Regions from separate parts of the Mus musculus genome. Here regions 1, 2, 3, 4, 5 and 7 are each linked to region 6. Evidence: chromatin contacts called from public Hi-C and promoter capture Hi-C data. All regions are on one chromosome and are shown on one strand. Each heading gives the region's core, a stretch centred on a gene start, on an enhancer-like site or on the middle of the called end of the contact. The rest is flanking DNA. Distances are from core to core; before and after follow the strand shown.

Region 1 (3,352 bases), core at 512-3,011, 1.7 Mb after region 6:
AGTGATTTTAAAAACAGTTTCAAATAGTAGCCTTTAAAGTTTCTACATAATTGCTGGTGGTTTAAAGAAGGATACTCATGCCGGGTGTGGTGGCGCACTTGGGAGGCAGAGGCAGGCGGATTTCTGAGTTTGAAGCCAGCCTGGTCTACAAAGTAAGTTCCAGGATAGCCAGGGCTACACAGAGAAACCCTGTTTCGAAAGACCAAAAAAAGGATACTCATTTCTTGAGTAGTGGTATAGGGCAGTCCTAGCCTGAACAACTTCGGTCCTTTAAATAAAGACGTATTTTGAGAGGGAAGCTTGTGTAAGCAGCATGGGGTTCCAAACCAACTGCTGAATTCAACCTCTAGCTTCTGGTAGCAACAGCCTCCAAGTGCTGGGATGAAAGGCGTGGGCCACCATCACCAGGCACCAAACAATTTTTTATTGCCTCAAGTTTTTTTTTTTTGGAAAGGATCTTGTTAAATAGCGCAGGCTTGCCCAGAATTCTTAGCATTACTGTTTCAGACTGGGATTCTAGGTATGCGAGACCACACCCAGGCACCGCTACACTGTAACTACAAGTGACTGACTGACAAGTAACTGTTTCAACATAAAGTTTAAGAAAGATGTTCTTTCAAATCTAACGAAGGAGGATACTCCACTGTTACAGCAAATCTCTCCAACCCAATTATGCTCTGGCAATGAAAACACGACACAATTAGTATGAATACATGCTGTGCGCCTAGATTGGGCAGATCTACAACCACTACACTACCATCTTCCACATCTATGAGACCACTTAGAACTTGCGTTTTCTCCAGGCCATGTTCTTCTGTTCTGCTTTTCTTCTTCCTCCTCCTCTGCCTTCTCTGTCTCAAACCTCCTTCCTTTCTTTCCACTCCACTTTCCCTTTCTCTGCCCAATCATCAGCTTTCCTTTATTTTACAAATTAAGGTGGGAAGGTTTACAAGAAATCACCTAAGTGCTGACTCATTCCTTGTTCACAACTCCTCACAGGAGAACAGAATTGACATCAAATATAATTAGCCCCAGGGCAATCCACAACACCCCACCAAAAATCATGTAAATCCTTTGCAATGAGCTACACTAGGCTGACCTGTAATGTGTCCAGCACCTCATTAATGAGCATGTCTGTTTATTAAAAGATTTGGAACTATCGCTTCTCAGTCTTCTAAGATCAAGTGTAAAAAAAATCTGAAACTAGGGCAGGCGTCGTAAAAAAAAAATCAGGTTCAGTTCCAATGAAGAGGCTTGTCAGAGTGTGCAATGATAGAGGCCTACTTCCGGATCTCGCCTCCACCCCGCAACGCCCTCCTCCTCTGCCCCGTGCTGGGAACCGCTGGGAATCAGCCGCCCTGGCCACGAAGGGGCCTCTGGGCGTACCAGACAAGTCGCGCGGGCTCGGGTTTGCCTAGCGGAAATGCACAGGGCCCAGCACCACCCTCCCTGCCACGCGCAGGGCGGAACTCCCGCCGATACCACTCCCGGGGCTCGAAGGAAGAAACTGGGACGTTGAGGACGCAGGGCTGGCTGGAGCAGCAGCGCGTGGCACGCGCCTAGTCCTACCACGCATGCTCCGCGCTTGAAAAAAAAAAGTTTCAGCCCCGCCCCCTTCTTCTTCTGAGGCCCGCCTACCGGGCCCTGGGAGCTCTTCTGCGCATGCTTACTAGGCCAGGTCCCGCCCCTGCCCCGCCTTTTCTGTGCCTTCGGAAGTTCCTTATTAGCTTCCCTCTGCTCTGGCTAGATCGGCACTCCCGCGCATGCTCCACCCCCTGGGCTCCGGCCCCTCCTTTGGTGCGGCCCTCTCTCCCCTCCCCCGCCAGCCTGCGAGCTCGCTTGGCCTGGCCGGCCTGGCGGGCGACGTTCCCTGTGCGTGCAGGCGCTTGACTTCACTTCCGGCTAACGCGCTCCGCTTTGCCCCCTGGCCCCGGATGGTGACTGGCTGTGGTGCTGCACCTCCCGGGACTGTCACTGAGCGGCTTCCCAGTGTGATTGTGCTGAGCGCAGGCCGGAAGATGGCGGCTGCGGCTGCGGAGGCCTCGGGCCCGAGCTGCTCCTCCGCGGCGGCGGCGGCAGGGGCGGGGGCGGCCGGGGTCTCCGAGTGGCTGGTGCTGCGGGATGGCTGCATGCGCTGCGACGCCGACGGGCTGCACAGCCTCTCCTACCACCCGGCGCTTAACGCCATCCTGGCCGTCACCAGCCGCGGGACCATCAAAGTCATCGACGGCACGTCCGGGGCCACCCTTCAGGCCTCGGCGCTCAGCGGTGAGCGCGGCACGCCGGGCGGGGGCTGGGCTGGGCCGGCCGCGGGCGGAGACGGGTTGTGGGGATGCTGGTGGAGGAAGCCTCCCAGCCTCCGGGATCGGGATCGGCCTCGGAGGGACAGCGTGGAGCGGGAGGGTCGGAGAGGCCCGGAAGCTACGGCCGAGGACCTTCGGACTCGGAAAGCAGCAGCTTTTGGGGACGGGAACTCGGTTTGGCGGGGTGCGCTGCGAGTTGCTTTTCGGGCCTTTTGCATCTGAACCGGCCTGGTCCTGTGGGAGAGATGTGGAGGCCTTGGAGGTCGGTGCTGGTGAGGACCGGGCCCTCGCTGGCCTCTTGGACGAGATTTTGGGCTAGCTCCGGGCTGGACCAGAGGGAAGGGCTGGCAGTCTTGGCGGTGGCGGGAGAGATGGGTGGCCGGAGGCAAGGGGCGGGAAGCGTCCAAGCCGGCTGTCTTGCCCTCTTTTCCCGGCGAGTAGCGGCCCGCCGGTTGTCGTCTGGTCCTGTAGGTGCGGGGACCTCCGAGGGTTGCGCTTTCGCACAGGGGGCGGGCTGGAGTGGGCACTGGGATGGGGAGGTCAGTAGGAGAGGGAAGGCCAGCTGCCTGAACTGTGCTTGCTGGACTATGGGACTCGCAGAGTGCAAAAAAAAAAAAAAAAAAAAAAAAGAAAAAAAAAAGGTTAGTATCGGTCCTCTAGCTCTGAGTGCTCCCTCCTTCCAGTGTCAAGAAGCCTAGGCCCCTTGTAATTAGGTGGAACTTCAAGCCCTTTCAACTTGTTTTAGCATAGAGAGCTAGAGATTGGTAGTTGTAAGTATGTCTGGGTCTCCTCCACCTTGGAAGGAGAGCACTTGGGTGGTGGAGACGTTGGTTCACATATTGGACTTTCAGGATGTACCAGGTCAAAGCTCGTTCAGTGGACATACTGGAGTGTTTTGGGATAGCCCTAGCTAAGTTATTTGCTGAGATGACATTTCATTTGTGGATGAATGGTGTCTTAATTTTGGCGTTAAAGGTTAAAATTTAGAATTTGATGTATTAGTGGGTTTTAAACTCATGCACAGAGATAAATTGTATCGAAGTGCACTT
Region 2 (3,382 bases), core at 541-3,040, 1.9 Mb after region 6:
CTCTCCTTGTCCCCTTGCAACTTGTGGTAGCAGGGAAAACTGGCCCTGGAGGCATGAGATCATGAGAGCTCTCCCTACCCCCCCCCCCACATTGGCTGAAGCACTCTGGAGAGTGGGCCCTGCATCTCACCTGGACAACACAGTGGAGCTGGCCCTGGTGGTGCCAGCCCCAAGGGTGTGAGAGCAGGAGAGCTGGCAATGAGATTATTTATAGTTAAAAGTTGTGAAGAAGAGCCAAGCAGTGTCACACACCTTTAATCCCAGCACTCAGGAGGAGGCAGAGGTAGGCATATATCTCTGAATTCAAAGCTAGCCTGGTCTACAGAGTGAGTTCCATTTCAGCCAGGGCTCTACAGAGAAACCGTATCTTGAAAAACCAAACCAACCAACCAAAGAAGTTATGAAGCTGGATTTGTTGATGAACCACCCTCCAATTTCAGTGCTTCAGCACTCCAGCACTCCCAACAGGCAGAGCTCTAAGTGTAAGTCCAGCCTGGTCTACATAGCACGTCCCAGGTCAGCAGAAGTTACTTGGTGAGACCCTACCAAAAAATCAGTGACTATATGGATTCCTTATTTCAGGTAACAATGTTGTGTCATATAATATTGTAACTCACCCACTCTATTCCAGGGTCTTGATCAAAAGACCTCCTTCTCACTAGAAATGCCCAGGAGCACAGGGGAGTGTTGTATAATGTCAGGTGAAGGACAGTCCTTAGTACTGTCTTAATTTTACCTTGGGCTGCACAGGCTGTTTTTCTACAGTGAAGCAGAGTGAGAAAGAAAACATTTATTCTCTTAAAAAAAAAAAAAAAAGAGGCAAACAGCCAACTCTCTGCTCAGCAGCTGCCACACTTGTGGGAGGATATATTTCCTTGCAGGTTTTTTTCCACGTCAGCAAAGTGTTCTGGGTTCTATCGACTGAATTGCAGAAACTTCCAGGCTCTTGCCAGGTTTATGTGATGACAGTATCAAAACCAGACCTTTCTCCCCTTTTAAAGAAATTATTCTTTTTTTTTTCTAGTTTGTTTTTGTTTTTGTTTTCTGAGACAAGGTCTCTCTCTGTCGCCTTGGGTGTCCTGGAACTAGCTCTGTATACCAGGCTGTCCTTGAACTCAAGGATCCACCTGCCTTTGCTCCAGAGTGCTGGGATTAAAGACATGTACCACCGCCGCCTTTATTTTATGAGTATTTTTTGCTTGCAGCTATGTTTGTGTACCATTTATGGGTCTTGTGCCTGGGAGGCTAGAGGACGGTAACCGATGTTCTGGAGTTACAGGCCATTATGAACCACCTTGTGGGTGCTGGGAATAGAACTTTGTCCTCTGTTGAGCCATTTCTCCAGGTGGCTAGCTTGGAACTAAGGGCGAAGCTCAGGCTGGCCTTTAAGTTGCAACTATCCTGCATCATCCTCCTCCGTGCTAAGATTACACTTCGAGTTTGGTTTTCTTGCACTTTGAATCATCCAAATTATAGCCTATGCCGAGGAAGTTCGTTCTAGCCTGGGGCTCAAGGGCTCCATTAGAAGTAACTTCTACAGCCTGCGCTCCGTCTGTTGGGGAGAAAAGGCTCGAGTTATTAACCTCCAAGGACTTAACTTTGCCTCAGGTAGTCGCATGTTCCAAAGCAGGATTGCGTTCAACTGTCTCCACTAGCAACAACTCCCGGTTACTGCGACCGGCTGACCGACCCACCCAACTCTTTTCCACTACTCAGTCTGCGCATGCTCACAACCGAGTCTCCGATTGGTCGTCTAGAAGGAAGCTGCTCCAGCGTGGGTTTGTTTTCCCATGATGCTCTGCGTTGCTGTCATGGCTGCCTCCATGCATGTATAATCTCACATGGGAGTCTAAGTTTGTGAGCGCTATCCGTCGTAACAAGACGCCGGCGACTTTGGACCCTCCTCCTCTCGTTTTTCTCCTCCTTAGTGGGACACTGTATCGGGTGCAGCGATGCCGGGAATGATGTGGACGCCGGAGCTGGCGCTTCTGAGGGGCTTCTCCACGGAGGCGGAGCGGCTGGTTTGGAAGCAGGAGGGCATCTGTGGTTCAGGTGAGAGCGCTGCGCACTTTAGGTTAGTGCCAGAGCTGTGAGGACAAAGGATGCCAGCCCTGGGTACATAGGAGGTGTCAAGAGTGAGGGAGTTTCGCTTGATGGTCTGCGATCTGCTCATGTGACAGAAGTTTCCGAAAGAGACGAGATGAGTTTTTTTTAATGTAGAACTGACAAGTGAAAGAGAGTTCAGCAGGAAAAAGTCAGTGTTGTAAAAATGTTGAGACCAACATGTGCCTGGGGGAAATGTGAGGGAATCATGAGAGAACAGATGTGTTTGGATTGGCTTCCTGGGGCCGGTGTGTGTGTGTGTGTGTGTGTGTGTGTGTGTGAGAATATTGACGATAGGAAGGACAACTTTCCGGTGTCAATTGGAATCTTTGTGAATTTCCTGAAGAAGGGTAGTATGCCTATCATCATCATCGTCATCATCAATCATTGTCATTGTTTGCTGTCATTGTAGGTTTTGTACTTCTAGGAGACATGATATTTGTTGGTAGAATAAAAGTATACAGCCAGTATGCTGTTTATATCTTTTGCATCTTAAAGTATCTATGTAATGGATTATCATTTATACTTAAGAAATTCTGTTGCCTTACTGGACTCATTTTTAATATTACAGATATTGGAGTTTTCTTAGAATTGCTGTTAGAAGGGAGCTATGAGGCTTTGTTCTTCCATTCAACGACACAAACTATTTTAAATTCAACAATGATGGCTGAAGAAAAGATTGACAGCTACCTGGAGAAGCAGATAGTGAATTTCCTGGATTGCTCTACAGATTTGGAAGAAATTGAAAGGTAGTATTTTATTTGAAATTTCCACAGAGAAACGTACTAGGTGGGGGCTGGAGAGGTGACTTCGTGGTTAAGAGCACTTACTGCTATTTCAGAGGACTCAAGTTCAATTCCCAGCATCCACTTGGTGGCTCACAACTGTACAACTCCAGTTCTAGGATATCCAACACTCTCTTCTAACCCATGGACACTAGGTACATGTGTAGTATATATGTATGCACCTGGGCAAAACACTCATGTAATCAAATAAATAAATGAATAAATGAATAGGCTAATATCAACTTTTATAGCACCTTGACACTGTGAGGCCCTGGTATTTAGTAGTTGTTGAAATAACTGGTCTCAAGCAATCTCTGTAAGGTCTCTGGCCCAGAAGATCTAGAATGGAAAAGGAGAGTGGTGCAGGATTAAATGAGTTTTGTATTAGAAGGACACATCCTTGGTGGTCACTGCTAATCATCCCAGTGTGAAGGTCTGATAAGTGTTAGCCATCAGCTTTTTCCTTTTATGTTGCTTGTTGGTTTTTGTTTGTT
Region 3 (3,338 bases), core at 782-3,281, 1.7 Mb after region 6:
TGAAGCACGGTGTTCTGACCCATGGCAGAGTGCGCCTGCTGTTGAGTAAGGGGCATTCCTGTTACAGACTAAGGAGAACTGGAGAGAGGAAGCGCAAGTCTGTTCGCGGATGCATTGTTGAAGCTAATCTCAGTGTTCTCAACTTGGTTATTGTAAAGAAAGGAGAGAAGGATATTCCTGGACTGACAAATACTACTGTGCCTCATCGGCTGGGACCTAAAAGAGCTAGTAGAATCCGAAAGCTTTTTAATCTCTCCAAAGAAGATCATGTCCGCCAGTATGTTGTCAGGAAGCCCTTAAACAAAGAAGGTAAGAAGCCCAGGACCAAAGCACCCAAGATTCAGCGTCTTGTTACTCCACGCGTCCTGCAACACAAACGCCGACGTATTGCTCTGAAGAAGCAACGCACTAAGAAGAACAAGGAGGAGGCTGCAGAATATGCTAAACTTTTGGCCAAGAGAATGAAGGAAGCCAAAGAAAAGCGCCAGGAACAGATTGCCAAGAGACGTAGGCTGTCCTCTCTGAGAGCTTCTACTTCTAAGTCTGAGTCCAGTCAAAAATGAGTCTTTAAGAGGAACAAATAAATAATGACCTTGAATCTTAAAAAAAAAAAAAAAAAAAAAAAAACCCCTCACTGGAGAGATGTATTGGAGGGTAGTTATACAAAAGGCTGCCTCTGATGCACAGTGGCAAGCTGTGAAGGCTTGGCCTATATAAATGGTATGGCACATGTACACAGGAAGACTACTCCACCTGTGGTAACAGTGGAAATAAATTGAATTTGGCCGCTGGTGATGACATGGCTGCTGTCGCTGTTAACAAAGCTGGGCTAGGGGAGTACCAGGCTAAGGAATGTGGGTGGCACTCGGTTTACCAACATACACACATATACAGAAGTTTAGAAAAATGAAAAGCAAAATTTAAGATTATAAACATAGACGAGTAACTAGGAAGTTGGTTTAGAGGTTAAGAGCTCTTGCTCTCTTGTAGAGACTTGAGTTTGGGTTCCCAGAACCCGCATTGGGTGTCTGCAGGAACCGCAGTTCTGAAGGATCTGAAGCCCTCTTGTGCCTTCTGCAGGCATCTGCACACACACATACCCTCAAGCACACACGCATAGCCTTTAAAAATAAAAACCGGGCTGGAGAGATGGCTCAGTGGTTAAGAGCACCGAATACTCTTTCAGAGGTCCTGAGTTCAATTCCCAGCAATCACATGGTGGCTCACAACCATCTGTCACGGGATCCAATGCCCTCTTCCTGTGTGTCTGAAGAGAGCAATGGTGGTGTACTCTTGTATAAAATAAATAAATTAATCTTAAAGAAATAATAAAAACGTAGGTGAATTTGCAAACTTTGGGTAGTTTATTAGGGAACAGATGAAATCAGCAGCAGGCAAAAAGCAAGGGCTTCTTTGCCCTAATTTATCCTTTCTGGACTGCTGCCTTCTTCATAAATTAATTTGGCCAGAGTACTTAAACCGTAGGTGGAAATTTACAGCTTTACAATGACCATTCTCCGGCCTCTTAATTTTGTTGATAAGGAGACTAAGCTTTGTCACGACACATAATTTCGTAAACATCCTATATAATTAATATATAGAATTATTGTGGCAGAATCTTGTGGTCGGAAATGAGGGGTTGAAGTCCTAAAACTTAAGTAGTTTGTGTGTGTGTTGTGTGTGTGTGTGTGTGTTGTTTTTTTTTTTTTCCTTTGAAAAAAAAAGGGCCTCACTTTTTTGCCAATGCTGCCTCGGCCTCTCTAGGAGTTCCGGGAATTACAAGCGTGAGCCATCAAACGACTAAGCTCTCAAATTGTGTTAAACAACAACGAAGAAGATATGTTTATAAAAACTCAAACAGGGAAAAAGGTAGACAGAATTATTTAAGTAAACAGCTGATGAGGGCGGAACAGAGATTTCAGAGGCCACTTCCGGTGTTGGAGTGGTTTCCGGAATCAACACAGAAACAGCCAATCAGAATCTTCTCGCGGGAGCCAATAGTCGAGCAGATTACAAACAGCCAATCCCGGCGGCGCTGTCACTGTTATGGTCCTGTCAGGGCCCCGGCGTCGTGGTGCTTGGGTGCTCGCCACCGGCTGGCCTCGGGTGCGACCTGGTCGGCAGCCAGAGGCTGCGCTTAGCTCGCGCGTCCCCTCCCTCGGCCGAGCCCGCGCCTCCTGGCTCGCAGGCCGCCCCTTAGCAGGTCGTCCCGGAGCCCCGGGCCCAGCCGCTCGTCAGCACCGAGGCCGGCGGGATGCAGCCTCCGGGCCCGCCCCCGGCCTATGCGCCTGCCAACGGGGACTTCACCTTTGTGTCTTCGGCGGACGCGGAAGGTGAGGCCGAGGCTGACCTCCGGGGCTCCGGGGCGGGGGGTTGGCAGAGCTGGGGGACTCCGCCCCTGTGCTCCCTGGGCCTTCCCGGAGGCCTCTGGGGACGAGGCAGGGTGCGGGGCGCCGGCGCTGCGGGCTGGGGTCCCCGGGTGTCCTGGTTCACCAGGGAACCCGCCGATCTGGTGGAAGGAGTTCTTTCTGAACTCCGCTCCGCAGTTACTCAAAAGAGTGAGGGATCTAAGGGAGAACAAAGTGGGGCTGTGTGGCTCTGCTATTAATAGGAAAACCTTCCCGACTGAGGTGACTTTTGGCAGGTTATGGAAAACTTACTTGAAAGGAGACGTGCTTTTATTTATTTATTTTTAATTGAACTTGATTTCTTGCCCAGATCCCTGGGTCCACACAGTTTGTAGTGTTTGGTCCCAGTGTTCAAAAAACTGTATTCAGGAGCATTTGAAACTTGAGGAATTCAACTTAGTGTTCCCAACAGTGTCTATAGACTTGGCTTGTACTGTTTGGAGCAAGCGACTGTGCTTGCTTAAAACAAAACAAACAACAACAAAAACAGGGAGAAAAAAAAAAAACAAAAAACGTTTCTACTGTGGGAAATTTCCCCCACCCCTCATTAGTTCAACTCCTTGTAACCTGGTTTTGGATTTTGCTTTTATTTAATCTTATTTACTTACCAGGGACCAGATTTTTGACTGCCCAATATGAAAAAACAAGTTGATTTCGATATAGACATGGAAATACCTGGTGATGAACCCCTTCGACCCCAGCACTTGAAAAGCAGAGGCAGAGAGATACCTGAATTAAAGGCCAGCTTAGACTACACAGTTATCAAGTTCTCTGCCTGCCGGGGTTACATACTGAAACCCTGTCTCAACAAAGTAGAAAAGAAATTTCAGTTTAAAGATGAACGTGAGTTTTCTCAGAAATCTGATTTCTTTCTTTCTTTTTTTTTTTTTTTGTCTTTTCGAGACAGGGTTTCTCTGTGTAGCCCTGGCT
Region 4 (3,346 bases), core at 764-3,263, 1.6 Mb after region 6:
ACCAACCAGTTCAAAATACACCATTCCAATGAGATATTTTCTTTAGTTTATTCTGCCTGGAAAGCGGTATTTCCAAGAATACTTATAACTCAGAAATGACGCTCACCTTGTAGAAGCTTTTCTGAGGGACTGGAGAGATGACTCCGTGGGTAAGAGTGTTTCCTGCTCAATCCTGAGGACTGAGTTTGAATCCCAGCACCCATATTTGGTGATTTACAAAAGCCTTTTAACTTCAGCTCCAAGGCATTCTAATGCCATCTTCCGGCCGCTTCAGACACCTGAACACACAAATAAAATATTTTTACAAAACTCTGACCACTATGAATTATCTACCCTGTCAATATTTATAACATAACTCCCCCCACTTCTTTTTAAAAAACAGGGTATCACTGTGAAGTTCTGGCTGGCCTGGACCTCACAGAATTCTGCTTGCCTCTGCCTCTAGCTACTAGGACTAAAGGCATGATCCACCATACCTAGCACATTACCTTAGTTTTGACATTCTACTTACAAATAACTGAATTTTTTTTCTTCTTGCATGTGTCTCTTACTAGGATACAATTTCACTAAGATCAGTGCCTAGAAGATAAGATCTGCAAATACAATCTTTATAGGCTACAATGACTGTGCAAGAAAGAAACTGTAGAGATTTAAAACTCTGTTATGGGATAAAGCCAAGTATTTTCAGTTCAAAGTCAGCTATTCTGAGTTCCACACTAGCTTATGAAACATATAAGACTTAAGGCATGCTTCAGATTTTTAAAAATATTTTATTCTTGGACAGTTTCCTGGTATATAATAAATTTTAGTCCTTGTCTCACCCTTCCTTCTCCCCCACCCCCCACCCCCGAAAGTATTCTCCCTAAGAAATCCCTCTCTTATTGTTCTGTCTTTTTGGTACTTTACGTAGTGAAGTGTGACTTGAATTCAGTGTCCTGCCACAGCTTCCCAAGACAGGCACCATATACAAAACAGTGGACTCCAGCTACAAGTGCTTATTTTTTCCTTAAATTTGAGATGCTCTCACTAACTGGGGAGGCTGACAGTGACCTACTCTAAACCCCAAGTATGCTTGAACTGAATATTTCTACCTCAGCTACCAAATCTATAGGGTTACAGGTTTGCACCCAGTTTAGGCAATTGAACCCTTGTGTGTCATGCCTAAGGGCTCTACCACCTGGTGGTGGTGTCAGATCCTCTTAAACTGCAGTAGCCACTTGGATGACTGGAGTCAGGAAAAGCCATCACCTCTTTTCATTCATTCATTCATTCATTCATTCACTCACTCACTCACTCACTCACTCACTCACTCACTCGTTCGTTTTGGTTTTGAGACAGTTTTGCTGTGTAGTGTAGTCTTCCTGCCTCAGCCTCCAGCGTTAGAATAGTACGCAGGCGATGCTGCACCCTGACCGGTGACGTGCACCAGTAAAGTGCTCGTGGAGGCCAGAGAACAACCTTATACTTAAGGTTGACGTTCACCTGGGTTTTTGAAATCGAGTCACTAAGGATATGCCTGCCTCTGCTTTCCTGAGTGCTGAGATCAAACAGGTGTGGCCATCGTGACGGCGTAGGTTCTTGTGATTTAACTCGAATCCTTGTGTTCTTAAGCCAAGCGTTTTCTGCGACATTATTTTTAATGAAACAGTTGGGAATTTGATAAATGTATTTTTAACATAGGCTGAGTCTACCTCGAGGAGCCTGACCTCGAAATCAGCGAGACTTGCCCGGCCTTACTGTGACATTTCTTAATGTTCCTGCTTCTTCATTTTTAAAACAGGAGTATAAACTGTAATAAACTCACACTCTGGTAGAAGACTTTGAACAGACCTCAAAGTTCCTCCCAAGGTGATAAATGCCCACCCTTTCCCTGGGCGAGCAGCCCCGCCCAGAGCAGCTCTAATCCGCCCACTTCCCAGGCGGCGGAGAACAAAAAGACGGCGACCTAGGGTACATGCGCAGTCCCGCCCCCTCGCCCTGCAACCAATCGGATTCTGAAGGCCCGCCCCTTCCGCTTGAGAAATGCGACTTCTCAGAGCGTCTTCCGGCGGGAGCTGTACGGCTCCTTACCATGGTGAGTTGGCCGTGGGGTGTGCGGGATTCTTGCGGGATGTTTCCCTCCTGCTTCCTCGCTCGAGCGCCCTGCTGTACCGCAGCTGCTCGGAACCGCGTGGTCGGGCCTGCGCTGGGGTTCCCAGCGCTCGGGTTCTTGAAGGGTTCCTGCTCTGTGCCTCTACAGCTGGGAAATGCCAGATTTGCCTAATGTTAAAATTAAAGCTTCCTCTGAGAACAAGTGAACGCCATCAGCGACTTGAGGCTTGCGTGGGGCTTTCTAGGGCGTGTTCACTCGTTTGCTTTTCAGTGTTTGAATAGCTCGGCACTGAGCAGCGGCTACAGAAAGGGTTAGTGGAGCAGCTCGGGAAAGGTTCTAGTATACGCTATGGTTGTTGGAATGTCAGGTTTTTCCTAAAAATTATTGAGTTAATTATTAAGCTGAGTGTTTTGGCACATGCCTTTGGCCTACAACTCAGGAAACTGAGGCAGGAGGATTGCACTTCGAAGTTCACCCTGAGTTAAATAGAGACTCTGACCCGAAAAAAAAAAACAAAAAAACCCCATAATCTAAAACCAAACAACAAAACGCGTAAGTCAAACATAATTATCTCAGTATTCTGTAAAGGTGAACGGGTGGTTGCGTTTTCAGATGTCAGAGTGCTGACCGCCCTTTGAAACGATCACAAAAACTCATTGAGCCCTTACTGGTAACTTACATACGACAATGACATATTTGTGTTCTTACTGTTGCCACCATAAAGTTTCCTTCTTTGGAGGCCAGCCTGGTCTACAAAGTGAGTTCCAGGACAGCCAGGGCTATACAGAGAAACCCTGTCTCGAAAAAAACGAAAAACCAAAACATTAAAATATTATATATTAAAATGTCTAATGAAGATCTGTAAAAGAATTCACCGTATTCTTTTAAATTGTGTGGTTATGTGCACGTGGGTGCAGCTGTGGGAGAAAGCCAGAGACATTAGATCCCTGGAGCTGGAGTTACAGGGAGCTGTGAGCAGATGTGGATGCTAGGAGTCAAGCTTAGGTCCTCTGGAAGAACAGCCTGTGTTCTCAAGTACTGAGCCATCTCTCTGGTTCCCAGATTTTTTTTTTTTTTTAAATTTTGTGTATGGATGTTTGTCTGCCTGTTTCTTGGTGCACAAAGTACGTGTCTGGTGCCCGGGGAAGTAAAATGAGGGTGTTGAATCTCCTGGGAGTGGAGTTACAGACAACTGTGAGTGCCGTGTGGGCACAGGGAACTGAACTTGTGTCCTTTGTAAGAGCAGTGAATACT
Region 5 (3,567 bases), core at 451-2,950, 1.6 Mb after region 6:
AAAACCAAATACATACATATATACATACATACATACATACATACATACATACATACATACAATTCAAAACAAGGTGGAGTTGTGACCAGTTTGACCATCTGGATTTGGAGTCATGCCCTGAAAATCTTCCTACCCACCCAAAATACCGGAATTGTGTGGAAGCGATCCTTTTCTTATGTTCATGCCTTGGCAAATAAGATTCTCTTTCTTATTTGAAACAAGGTCATACAGCATAGCCACGTCTGGCCTGGGACTCACTGTCTAGCTCAGTCTAGTCTCAGACTCATGGTAACGCTCTGGTCTTAGCCTTCTCAGTGTGAAGATGACTGCCATGAGCTCCCACATCCAGCTTAAGTGATAATGTTCTTTCAGATCGTGATGTGAGTTCCTCAGAAAACTGAAATCCTTCTTGACCTACGTCTCGTGTGTCACTCCCACAACTAGGGGGAAAGAACTCATATAATTGGCTACAGAAAGGCAGCATGTGTAAATTTTTTTCACATTGGTTGATTGGTGTGTGTGTGTGGGTGGGTGGGTGGGTGGGTGGGTAGGGGTGCTCGAGAGTGCCACGGCATTTGTGTAGAGATTAGAGAAAAACTAGCAAAAGTCAGTTCTCTCCTGGAATAATCTGTGTCCCAGGGATCAAACTCTGGTCAACAGGCTCGGCGACAAGTGCCCCTTCCCCCTGAGCATCTCCCCTGCCTCTGGATTATGCTTCCTTTGCTGAACTGTTAGCACTCACATCTGCTCCAAGCCTGGGACTATAGCGATGATTAACCAGGAAGACGGATGGAACAGAGGCCACCAGTCCCTGTGATTCATCTATCATTCCAGTATAAAAATGTCCTGATCTAGAATCTTCTTAGATCTCCTTTGGACACCCGCAGCTCACTGAATACTCTTAGTGCTATGTAAATAGTGTATGAAAATTGTCTATAGGCACAAGTGGGAGTAATGGGAGACTGGAAGAATAAAAGAGGTTAAGGGAAGTTAGGAGAGCCTGATTCCACCCCGGCAACGGGGTTATTAAGATGCTCTGAGATAAAGAATGGACACACCTTATCTGTTATCACACAACTCAAGTCTGTAAAGCACTTCCTAGACACACTGGGGCTGGAAACACCTCAGCACACAACGCAGGTCTGTAACACACTTTCTATAAGCATTCTTCCTATCCCCAAGAGGGACTTGCTTAACTTTTCTGTCCAAGTTCAAGTATCTTGTCAGAGGCTCAGGACACTGGACGGACCAAGCAGTCTCTCTCTCCCTCAGCTCTGGGTTTCCTTCCTGTGAGGCCAAAAAGCATTTTCTAAGTCTTTTTGTCTCCATAGTAAATACAAAGGCGTTCTCTAGGGCTCCAAATCCTTAACACCAACTCAGAAAAACGCAGCTAAACTCCAACAGACCAACCAGGCTAACCACCCGCCCCCAACACTGCCTACCCTCAAACCAAGTTTCCCTGCAGGCAAATCAGCCCAATGGGCAAACCATCCACTGCAGGACAACCTCACAGACACAGGCTTCAGTGGACCTAAATTCTAATTTCAGGATCTGACTCTAAAACTGATTTAAAAACCTATTCCCTCTCCCCGAGGTACCTGGCCAAGCAATCCAGTTGCCTTCGAAGGAAAAGTCGTCTTAAAAGTAATTTTCTTTCTTTCTTAATCCAAACTTCTTTGTCCATGAGAGACAACTGTAGAAAAAAGGAAGTGCCTGGTGGGTTCTTCTCTTGCTTAAGAACCATAATAATCGGGGTATTTACATAATTACGTAGCAAGAAAAAGGAGTGACTGAGTAGCCAGGAAGTAGGGACTTTGAACTTAGGCACTCTTTGCTTCCTGGTTATTCATGTGGTAAAGAGTTAACAACTGGGGCTGGAAGATGGCTCAGCCTTTAAGAGCACTGACTGCTCTTCCAGAGGTCCTGAGTTCAATTCCCAGTAACCACATGGTGTCTCACATCCATCTGTAATGGTATCTGATGCCCTCTTCTGGTGTGTCTGAAGACAGCAACAGTGTACTCATATACATTAAAAAAAAAATGAATAAATAAATCTTTAAAAGGTATGTTGCATTTAAAAAAAAAAAAAAAGAGTTAACAACTGTTTATTTCTCCAAGCAAAGGGAATGAGAAAGCTTTGAATGACAAGGCCCAGGAAGACAGGGTACTCAAAGTTCAAAAGCAGCAACTGTTCCATGAAGGTTGTGTGTGTGCGTGTGCGTGTGTGCGTGTGTGTGTGTGTGTGTGTGTGTGTGTGTGTGTTATTCTGTTTTGTTTTGTTTTGGGACAGACTCTTTTTACGTACCCTTGGCTACCCTGGTACTCCCAGTATAGATCAGGCTACCTTGAACCCCACAGAGACCCACCTGACTCTGCCTCCTGAGTGCTTAGATTAAAGGCACATCACTACTTAGTTTCAGGAAGCTTTTATATTAACAGGACAACAACAACAAAAAAGTCATCAATCAACATAATTTCAAATACATTGGTGGAAACATTGGGTAGGCAGGTTGTAGCAAAGAAAAGAAAGCCTTGGTAAAGACTCCAGATCTGAGGCCATCTTGAGCCATCTGGGTTGTTATGAGCTGGTACCCAGCTTTGTTAATAAATCCCACAGGTTTTTGCCCGATAGGTCAGACACAGAAGTGGATAATAAAGAAGTTCAAAGGGGCTGGAGAGATGGCTCAGTGGTTAAGAGCACTGACTGCTCTGCTAGAGGTCCTGAGTTCAATTCCCAGTAACCATATGGTGGCTCACAACCATCTGTAATGAGATCCGATGCTCTCTTCTAGTGTGTCTCTGAAGGCAGCTGCAGTGTACTCATGTAAATAAAAATCTTTAAAAAAAAAGTTCTAATCAGTTGATCAGCTTCTGTCTGGACTCTTAATTCTGGTATTTTAGACACTCAGTATGGTTTTTGCATGTCTTGTCTTATCTTGGACTTCTGATCCTCCTGCCTCTGCCTTCTAAGAAGATTGTGGGCATGAGCCACTATGCCTCACTCGGTTTTTTCATAATGAATGGGGATTAAGAGGTGGACAGAGAAAAGATGGAAAGTGAAATGTTCTGGTTTGGTTGGTTCAAGCATACTGTCACTGAGGACAGAGGCAAACAAACTTATCTCTGTACCTTGGTTTCCAGCAAAGCTGTACTCTCAGTCACTGGGGTCGGGGCAAGTTAGCCCAGGCTAGTCAGGTGTCCACACGATTGATAATGCATGAGACTCTTCTGAACTCACAAAGCCAGGGACTTGAGCGGACATACACATACTCAGCATCCCCGAATATACTAGAAAGCTAAGACATACTCAGCTTGAAACAGAGAGGCCTCGCTGCTCTCTGTCAACAGTGCTCTCTGTCAACTCTTTCCTCTGTCTTTGCACAAATTGCTGGAGACTGTTTTAATTTTTGTTGTAGGTTTTTTTTTGTTGTTGTTTAATGTTACACAACTACTTGTTTTAAAAAGAACATTCTAAGCCAGGCATTCTAGAAAAATGAGGCAAGCAGATCTCTGTGAGTTCAAAGCCAGCCTGGTGTACATAGTGATTTCCAAGACAGGAGAACTACA
Region 6 (3,574 bases), core at 765-3,264:
TGCCTGCAACTCTAGCTCCAGATGATAGGACAACCTTCCCAGCCTCCTCCAGCACTCAGAGCAACATGTACATATGAAGACACACACACACACACACACACTAAAATTAAAAATGACTGATTGTGGCTAAATTAAAAAAGAAGAAGAAGAAAACTAGAAGAAGTACACTGTGTCCCCACCCTTCCCCATTTTGAAATTGTCAGCAGAGAACTGAAGTCTTCGGAAAGCATGCTAGGGTTGGTGGCACAAATCTGTAAGCCAGCTATTCGGGAGCAGCAGCAGGACAGTGGAAAACTGGAGACAAACATGGGCATTAAAGGTGGAATGTGTCTCAATCTAGTATTCAGAAAGAGGGAGGGCGATGGAACTGAGTGGTGGAGTACTGCCTAAAATGTATGAGACTGGCCTTGTTTCCAAATTCTGGGGGGAAATGAGGCACTGTACTTTCTTTCCTGGAATACATGTGTACCTTGATTTAAGACAGTGTCAGTCACTGTAGCAATTCCTGATGCTCTTGCCTCGGCTTTCCAGAGTGTCATGACAATAGCTATAGACCAGTGTACACAGCTCTAAGTTTAACAGTCTTGTATTAAATAAAAATAAAGGGATTATAAGAATCTCCCAATATACCCCAAAATGCTTTTTTTCCTCCAGCAAAATTCTCTTTAATCTAAACATAGTCTTTTATCTTTGATGGTCAGAGTAGCTTTTTGTTTTGTTTTGTTTTCTCGAGACACTATGTAGCTTTGGTTGTCCTGAAACTCACTCTAGACTAAAGGCATGTTCTACAAAACCAGGCCACAGTAACTCTTTATTTTATAAATGAATGAAAAGTACTGAAGGATTTAGGGTTAAGTATCAGGGTTTTGTCAGAACACATATTCTATGCTACAAATTTCAAGTGCTAGTATATATATATGTGTATAATTTATATATTTTATGTTTATTTAATACATGAAATATTTTGAGGTATTTCTGTCATCTTTATGGACAGCCAACAGAGATTTAATTACCTGGGAAAGCCAACGGAATGGCAAAAATTTTCCAACTTATCTTAAACATGGTGAGGGAGGGCTAAGGGGACAGCTGTCTTTTTCAACAAGACAGTTGATCTCCACATAAAAGACTTAAGTTTTTGAGAATTACTTCAACGGTCAAGAGAAAACTTGGGCCGGGCGTGGTGGCACACGCCTTTAAGCCCAGCACTTGGGAGGCAGAGGCAGGCGAATTTCTGAGTTCGAGGCCAGCCTGGTCTACAGAGTGAGTTCCAGGCTGTCCAGAAACCCTGTTTCGAAAAACAAAGAGATAGAGACAGAAACAGAGAGAGGGAAGAGAAGAGAAAACTTGGAAAGTTTGTAAATAGAACCAAGCACGCTGAAAAAAACCTTGTTTACAATGAATTCCTATATACCGAGACACAAAGAGTTCGGGATTTGTTTAAGGCAATTCGTGTAAGCCAAGAGAAAGTGGCCTGATGGGATGGTAAAACGGGCATTTCAACCTAGGTAGCCCTTTAACCTCAATACCAGCGTTGACTAGAAAACAGCCTCTTGTTTTCGCTTCTTCTAGGCTTCCTTGGCTATCAGGAAGCTATGGCCTCAGCCGCCAGCAGGTGACGCCGATGACGGGCAATGAGTCCCAGCTGCCGCAATTACCAAGGCTGAGGCGTCTCCTTTAAGAAGCTGACTCACGTGGATGCTGTGTTGTGTGCGCTCAGCTGGGAGTGGGGGGCGGGTCCTCACTCTCACTACATTGGCCGCCTCGGCCGAGGAGGCAGACTTAGCCTCCTTGATTGGCCGTAAGGATGCAAGGTGTCGAATTAGAGGCGGGGCGAGCGGCGAGGAGTCCGCCCATCCGCTGCGGCTTCGGGGTGGGGTGGGCGGCGGAGTGTAAGCGGGCAAGGGTGGGGGGAGGGCGAGCCCGAGAAGGGGCGGGGCCCGGCGGAAGGGGCAGAGTGCCAGGGAGAGGGGCGGAGCCTAGAAATGAAGGGCGCTGCGGGCCAACCGGGAGAGCCGCCTGAAGGGAGGGCGGGGCCACGCCCGGTGATTGACGCCGAGGCCCGACCGAGGAGAGGCGGGGCCAAGGCCTGACTAAACCTGAAGACTTGGGAGGCCGAGGTGGGCTTCGACCCAGCTGAGGAGCGAAGAGCTGCTGGCAGCGCCGATTCCCAGCACGCCGGTGAGTACGGCGGTGGGCGCCGGGATCGGAGTCGGCTGGGGCTCGAAGCCCTTGGGCCGGCGGCTTCGAAGCCTTCGGGGAGCGGCCCGGGGCGGGGGCCCAGGCAGGAAGTGCCTCTTCCCCTTCTCCACTCGTCCAGGGTCCTGGCCGGGCCACCAGGGCAATTCTCAGGACTGTGGGGCCGTGGGGCCGCGGGGCCGGGCCGGGCGGTCCTTCTTTGTGAGGCTGTGGCGCGGCGGCCGCCGCCGACCCGCCCCCGCCGCGCAGCGGAGCGCTCCGCGAGCCCACAACAGCCGCGACCCCCTTAGCGACCCGCGGCCCCCGCCCGCCCGCCGCCCTCGGCGCCTGTCGCCTGGGCCGCCGGTCCGCAGACAGCTCTCTCCGTGACACCCCCACTTCCTAGGCCGCCCCGCCCCCACAGCCGCCGTCCCCGCCGCAGCGTCGGGGGCGCGCCCGGGCTCCGATTCGGGGCCGGCCCGCGGGCCCGCGCTCCAGGGCCGCGCTCGCACCCCGCCCGCCCCGCCGCTCCGGAGGCTCGACTCGTGCTCGGGTGTCTGGGCTGTGGGCCGTGCCCGCCTCGTCGGTGCTAGCCCCTATCACGCTGCCCTCTGGACCCTGGGCGTGGGGAACACTGCCCGGTAGCCTGCGGGTGCCGAGCGCCCGGTCGCCCGCGCCTGCCCAGCTGTTCCGCCTGTGTTTGTTGTGCCGAGGAGGCCCCGCCGCCGCCGCCGCGCGCTCCGCCTTGCGCCGGGCGATTGGCTGGAGGGAGTCACGTGGGCGCGATCAGCTGGGCCGGCTGCGGGCGGTCGGCTTGGCGCAGACCCCGGTGCTGCTCGGGGAGCGGACCGGGAGGCTCTTTCCTGCTGGCTGCGGTGGGCACGCTCCTGCACACCCCGTTACTCCACGCTGCTGTGCAGGTTGGTAGGAAGCCTGAGTGTTGCCAGCGGGAGTGGGAAGCCGCAGTAGTACCCAGGTCTGTTTCATCCGGACGCCAGACTGATCTCCTTTTGGAGTGACAGGAAGGAAAGGTGTGCGACTCATTTATTTTTTATTTTTAAACTTTTTGTTTCTGTTTCCAGAGCCCTCTTGGAAATCTTGAGGATTTTTATTTCTGGTGGCTTTTGACAGATGGAAAATCTGAAAGTAATTTCAGGCTTGCCTTGCTTTTGGAAAATAACTGAACTTGGCTGGTTCAGGTCAACCGACCTTATCAGATCGGTTTTTTTTTTTTTTTTTTTTTTTTTTTTTTTTTGCATAGCCCCATAGGCGGGATTGCAACTGCATTACAACATAGAAAAAGTCGAAATCTTCTTGGGTGCATATTTGTGCCAGATGTGAAGTGCCTTGATATGGGTTGTTTTACTAAGAATTAATCGCATATGTACCTACAGTTTAC
Region 7 (3,738 bases), core at 380-2,879, 1.5 Mb after region 6:
AGGAATACAAATTTGAAAGACAGAAAACATTTCAGAATGTGAAAAATATAATCAGGATCGAAGCAGAAAAGAAGGCAGGCAGCAGTGGGAAACAATGGACGTAAATTTTGCAGCAATCTATGATATTTATATTGGTAGGGAATATAGTTTCAGCAGAATGCAGGGATTCTCCTATGCGCTCACAGGGGATCTGTATGCCTCACACTGGAAACAATAGAGACTTTGTGTTAGTAGTCACTCATTTAGGCAACAAGAAATAATTGTGGCAAACTGAAATGAGAGGGGGTGGTTTTGTTTGTTTGTTTTTAAAGACAGGGATGAGGGGAGGGGGATGGGCGAGGGAGGGAGAAAGAGGAAAGACTGAATAGTTTATTGGATAGGCAATATAGTCTAGGAATCCAAAAACTCTGGGAATACAGATGGCATCGACTGGCTCTTAGAGCTTTTGATTTCAACTAACTTCTATTTCCAGATGCCAGTTCGCAGGAGTCTGACTGGCCCACGGTTTGTTTTCCTCTATGTGATCCAGGATCTGTAGAACAACTGCTGATCATTAGAATATGGGAAATATTGAGTAGATAGATAGTCTACCAAAGGAAGAAATGGTGAAGACATATACACACATCCACGTGCACACACAGATAGTATGGATTCTACCAAGTATGGTAACTAGGCAAAACCCAAGAATGACTGCATTCACATAACTAATCCTGAGATAACACAAACGTGTAATAGGTTAGTTGAAAGTAGGGTTCGTGGTCCTCGTGGTAATAAAGTTTTCCCTTTAGGATGTCTTGAACTTTGTCTCTGCAACTTGTTTCCCTCTCAGCTAACATACCCAAATTGCTACACACTGCCTCTGATACGAAACTCAGATCAGCCATCCTTTGCAAAAGACCTATTGGCTCAACCAGCAGAAAACAAAGATATATAAAGCAATAGGAGTGATGATGCACACCTGTAATCCTAGTTTTGGGGAGACGGAGGCAGAAAGATCAGGAGTTGAAGGCCTCCTTCCTCAGCTACAAGAGGAGTTGGAGGTCAGCATCTCACACAAAGGCAAACAACCGCACTGCGAGACAGCAGACCTGAGCACTAGTAAAGCCACTCAAACGCTGTTAACCCCCATTTAAAAATTTATTATCAAAGCTCCCTATTCCGATTCTTCAAAAGTCGAAGAACCTGCGGAGCGACGAACCCCTGGGACCATCGCAAGCCGAACCGCGCCTACAGAACTGAGGTTCCCAGAGAAAGGGGCATAGCAGGGGCGTGGGGGGTAGGAGGATGCCGCACATGCGCACAAGCTCCCAGGTCAACAAAGACGGCGGCGTACGCGCGCGCACCAGAGCCATTCACCGAGGACGTGCGCGTGCCCGGCCGCCGCAGCGAGGTGCCAGCGGCCCAGGGGACAGAAGGAAAGGAGGGGCAGGAGCCACCGGCCGCGGCGGGAGGAGGAGGAGGAGGAGGAGGAGACGGGGTTGTGCTCCTGGGCAGCTGAGGAGCGAGGGGCGGGGCCGGCGAGCGGCGCGTGCAGGTGCCAGGCTCCCGGGCTCCGGCTGGCGCGCGAGCGGCTCCGTGGGCCCCCGCCGCCGCAGTGGCAGTGGCCGCCGCCGCCGCCGCTTGGTCGCCGTCGGTCTGCGGGAAGCGGGTTATGGCGGCGGCGGCAGTGGGAGCTGTGAATGAGTTCTCCGGCCGGACGACGGAAGAAGAAAGGCTCGGGCGGCGCGAGCCCGGCGCCCGCCAGGCCTCCGCCCCCCGCCGCGGTCCCCGCCCCTGCCGCCGGCCCGGCCCCTGCGGCCGGCTCGCCGCCTAAGCGGAACCCGTCTTCTTTCTCGTCCCCGCTGGTCGTCGGCTTCGCCCTGCTGCGCCTGCTGGCCTGCCACCTGGGGCTCCTCTTCGCGTGGCTCTGCCAGCGCTTCTCCCGCGCCCTCATGGCCGCCAAGAGGAGCTCCGGGACCGCGCCGGCGCCCGCCTCGCCCTCGCCCCCAGAGCCCGGACCGGGTGGCGAGGCCGAGAGCGTCCGCGTCTTCCACAAGCAGGCCTTCGAGTACATCTCCATTGCCCTGCGCATCGACGAGGAAGAGAAAGGTACTACTGGGGGGCTGGAGGGAGGCCGGCGGGCTGGCCGGGGCGGGCGGCCCTGGGAGGACGCCACTTGCGTCCCTTTCCTGCACCCCCGGAGTTGATCTGCCTCGGGAGTCCGAGTCCCCACAGGCCAGATCCTGCTGTGCGACGCCTAGTTAGTTGATCCTCACCCCTTTCAGGGCGCCCTGACTCGACTTTGTTTCAGCACCCCCACACTTGTGCATGACCCAAGTCCCCGTGAGACACCCAGGCGTGCTGGTGACAGTGACAGTTGGCCTAGAGTGACCGACCACACGGGATTCTTTCTAACACTGTAAACAGTGTTGCTTTCTCTGAGCTGGGCTTCCAAAAGGTTTTGGTATCGAAACAGCTGTGTATAAACTTCATTGAGAAGGGTTCTGTAGTGTTTGGAGAGGAAAAAAAAAAGGGGGGGGTTGACTTGGATTTGAAAGGAGTAGTAGCTCCTTATACTTAGAGCCGGATTTGCCATATTCTGAAGTTTCATGAATTATTTTTACCAATATAGTGAGTCTTGAAGATTTCTTTTTTATTGAGCTGTATTTCAACCGCTAGTTGCTTTAGTTTTTACTATTTTGTTATTTTTATTTTATTCCAAGGCACTCTCGAGTTTCTAAATTTTAATGTTAAAAATATTAAATGAATGAGTTGGGTAAACAGGCATATATCATTCTACCATAGAAGATAAAACAAACGCTCCTGCCTCGCAGTGAAGGCAGGAATACTGCATACTTCAGGTTTCCTTCAAGCAACATCTTTTCTTCGCCTTTCTGTGTGGCAGGCATTGTCAATTCATTTTGCATGTGTCTTTGATCCTCACAATAATTCTGAGGTCAGAGTACTATCAGTACAGGTCTTTTACAGATGAAATTACTACTTACAAGATGGAAACAGGTGACCCCAAATCTATGCTAATCGTTAATTGAAAACTTGTGTGGGAAATGCTAAGTGGGGTTTAGAAAGCCTTATGTCTCTTATTGTCACCCACAGTAGCAGACACAGGAGAAGAGTAGTTTGTGCTTGTGAGAGCAAGCTTTTTGTGCTTAGCTCTTCAGTACTTTTTGGGAGCATAGAGTGATCACTTGGGGAGGATGGAGAAGGCAGTCCTCCTTTCATCCCTGAGATGAGCCCAGATCCCTTAGGGGTTTGTGGATGTAGTTCAGTGATACTGTGTGCTAGGAGGCTTCAGAGCTTGGGTTTCCTTCTTAGTGTCTTGGAAACAAAGCTAACAAACAAGCATTTAAAAAATTAGTTACATCCATTTTCTGTTACAAAAGAAATAAAGCTGGAGTCAGTGGTGGTGGCGGAGCGCGCTTTTAATCCCAGCACTCAGGAGGCAGAGGCAGGCGGAGCTCTGTGAGTTTGAGGGCAGCCTAGTCTACAGAGCGTTCCAGGACAGCCAGGGCTACACAGAGAAAGCCTGTCTTGAAAAACTAAAAAAAAAAAAGTACAGAAATAAAGCTGGGGTGGGGAGTAGTGGCAAAGACAAGCTGTAACCTTAGCCCTCGGGACAGTGAAGACTGCTGCCGTAGGCGACATAGCAAGACCTCATTTCAAAACAAAGCAAAAAGTAAATGGAATCTATATTTTCATGGTTCTCTTCTAGCCTAAAGTTTTTCCCCTTAGCATATGAGA

What was found. Promoter capture Hi-C pulls out the DNA fragments that hold promoters and counts their contacts. Hi-C and Micro-C count contacts between places; a contact is called where the count stands out from the background.
Region 1: a promoter capture Hi-C map of pre-B cells shows a contact between it and region 6, with 3 times the contacts expected there. The contact joins the promoter of Birc6 here to the promoter of Ypel5 in region 6. A contact is called at or near these places in 2 of 39 promoter capture datasets (liver and pre-B cells), 4 of 484 Hi-C or Micro-C datasets (CD4 T cells, CD8 T cells, Th1 cells and 1 more), 1 of 115 datasets of contacts at active chromatin or transcription factors (embryonic forebrain) and 2 of 9 other capture datasets (adipose tissue and liver).
Region 2: a promoter capture Hi-C map of pre-B cells shows a contact between it and region 6, with 3 times the contacts expected there. The contact joins the promoter of Ttc27 here to the promoter of Ypel5 in region 6. A contact is called at or near these places in 1 of 39 promoter capture datasets (pre-B cells) and 2 of 484 Hi-C or Micro-C datasets (B cells and CD4 T cells).
Region 3: a contact with region 6 is called in a promoter capture Hi-C map of pre-B cells, with 7 times the contacts expected there. The contact joins the promoter of Yipf4 here to the promoter of Ypel5 in region 6. A contact is called at or near these places in 4 of 39 promoter capture datasets (cranial neural crest, hippocampal neurons, liver and 1 more), 1 of 484 Hi-C or Micro-C datasets (CD4 T cells), 1 of 115 datasets of contacts at active chromatin or transcription factors (thymic regulatory T cells) and 1 of 9 other capture datasets (liver).
Region 4: a contact with region 6 is called in a promoter capture Hi-C map of pre-B cells, with 5 times the contacts expected there. The contact joins the promoter of Slc30a6 here to the promoter of Ypel5 in region 6. A contact is called at or near these places in 4 of 39 promoter capture datasets (cranial neural crest, embryonic stem cells, liver and 1 more), 3 of 484 Hi-C or Micro-C datasets (CD4 T cells, muscle stem cells and uterus), 3 of 115 datasets of contacts at active chromatin or transcription factors (astrocytes, pro-B cells and thymic regulatory T cells) and 1 of 9 other capture datasets (adipose tissue).
Region 5: a contact with region 6 is called in a Hi-C map of B cells, with 7 read pairs. The contact joins the promoter of Nlrc4 here to the promoter of Ypel5 in region 6. A contact is called at or near these places in 1 of 39 promoter capture datasets (pre-B cells), 1 of 484 Hi-C or Micro-C datasets (B cells) and 1 of 115 datasets of contacts at active chromatin or transcription factors (pancreatic cancer cells).
Region 7: a promoter capture Hi-C map of pre-B cells shows a contact between it and region 6, with 5 times the contacts expected there. The contact joins the promoter of Spast here to the promoter of Ypel5 in region 6. A contact is called at or near these places in 4 of 39 promoter capture datasets (embryonic stem cells, liver, maxillary cranial neural crest and 1 more), 3 of 484 Hi-C or Micro-C datasets (B cells, embryonic stem cells and regulatory T cells), 5 of 115 datasets of contacts at active chromatin or transcription factors (astrocytes, cardiomyocytes, forebrain and 2 more) and 3 of 9 other capture datasets (adipose tissue, liver and macrophages).

The regions. Positions count from the first base shown.
Region 1 is chr17:74,526,534-74,529,885 of GRCm38.p6, forward strand. Birc6 (baculoviral IAP repeat-containing 6) reads left to right here and starts at 1,762. Exons shown (of 73, transcript NM_007566.3): 1 at 1,762-2,268. The coding sequence starts at 1,935. Gm31645 (a long non-coding RNA gene) reads right to left here and starts at 1,667. Exons shown (of 3, transcript XR_385765.4): 1 at 1,100-1,667.
Region 2 is chr17:74,715,960-74,719,341 of GRCm38.p6, forward strand. Ttc27 (tetratricopeptide repeat domain 27) reads left to right here and starts at 1,791. Exons shown (of 20, transcript NM_152817.4): 1 at 1,791-2,052; 2 at 2,675-2,852. The coding sequence starts at 1,953.
Region 3 is chr17:74,487,462-74,490,799 of GRCm38.p6, forward strand. Yipf4 (Yip1 domain family, member 4) reads left to right here and starts at 2,032. Exons shown (of 6, transcript NM_026417.4): 1 at 2,032-2,333. The coding sequence starts at 2,255. It also overlaps the pseudogene Gm6476.
Region 4 is chr17:74,393,595-74,396,940 of GRCm38.p6, forward strand. It overlaps Slc30a6 (solute carrier family 30 (zinc transporter), member 6), which reads left to right and starts at 2,014. Exons shown (of 14, transcript NM_144798.6): 1 at 2,014-2,074. The coding sequence starts at 2,072.
Region 5 is chr17:74,457,408-74,460,974 of GRCm38.p6, forward strand. It overlaps Nlrc4 (NLR family, CARD domain containing 4), which reads right to left and starts at 1,701. Exons shown (of 9, transcript NM_001033367.3): 1 at 1,599-1,701.
Region 6 is chr17:72,834,614-72,838,187 of GRCm38.p6, forward strand. It overlaps Ypel5 (yippee like 5), which reads left to right and starts at 2,015. Exons shown (of 3, transcript NM_027166.6): 1 at 2,015-2,178.
Region 7 is chr17:74,337,358-74,341,095 of GRCm38.p6, forward strand. It overlaps Spast (spastin), which reads left to right and starts at 1,630. Exons shown (of 17, transcript NM_001162870.1): 1 at 1,630-2,088. The coding sequence starts at 1,680.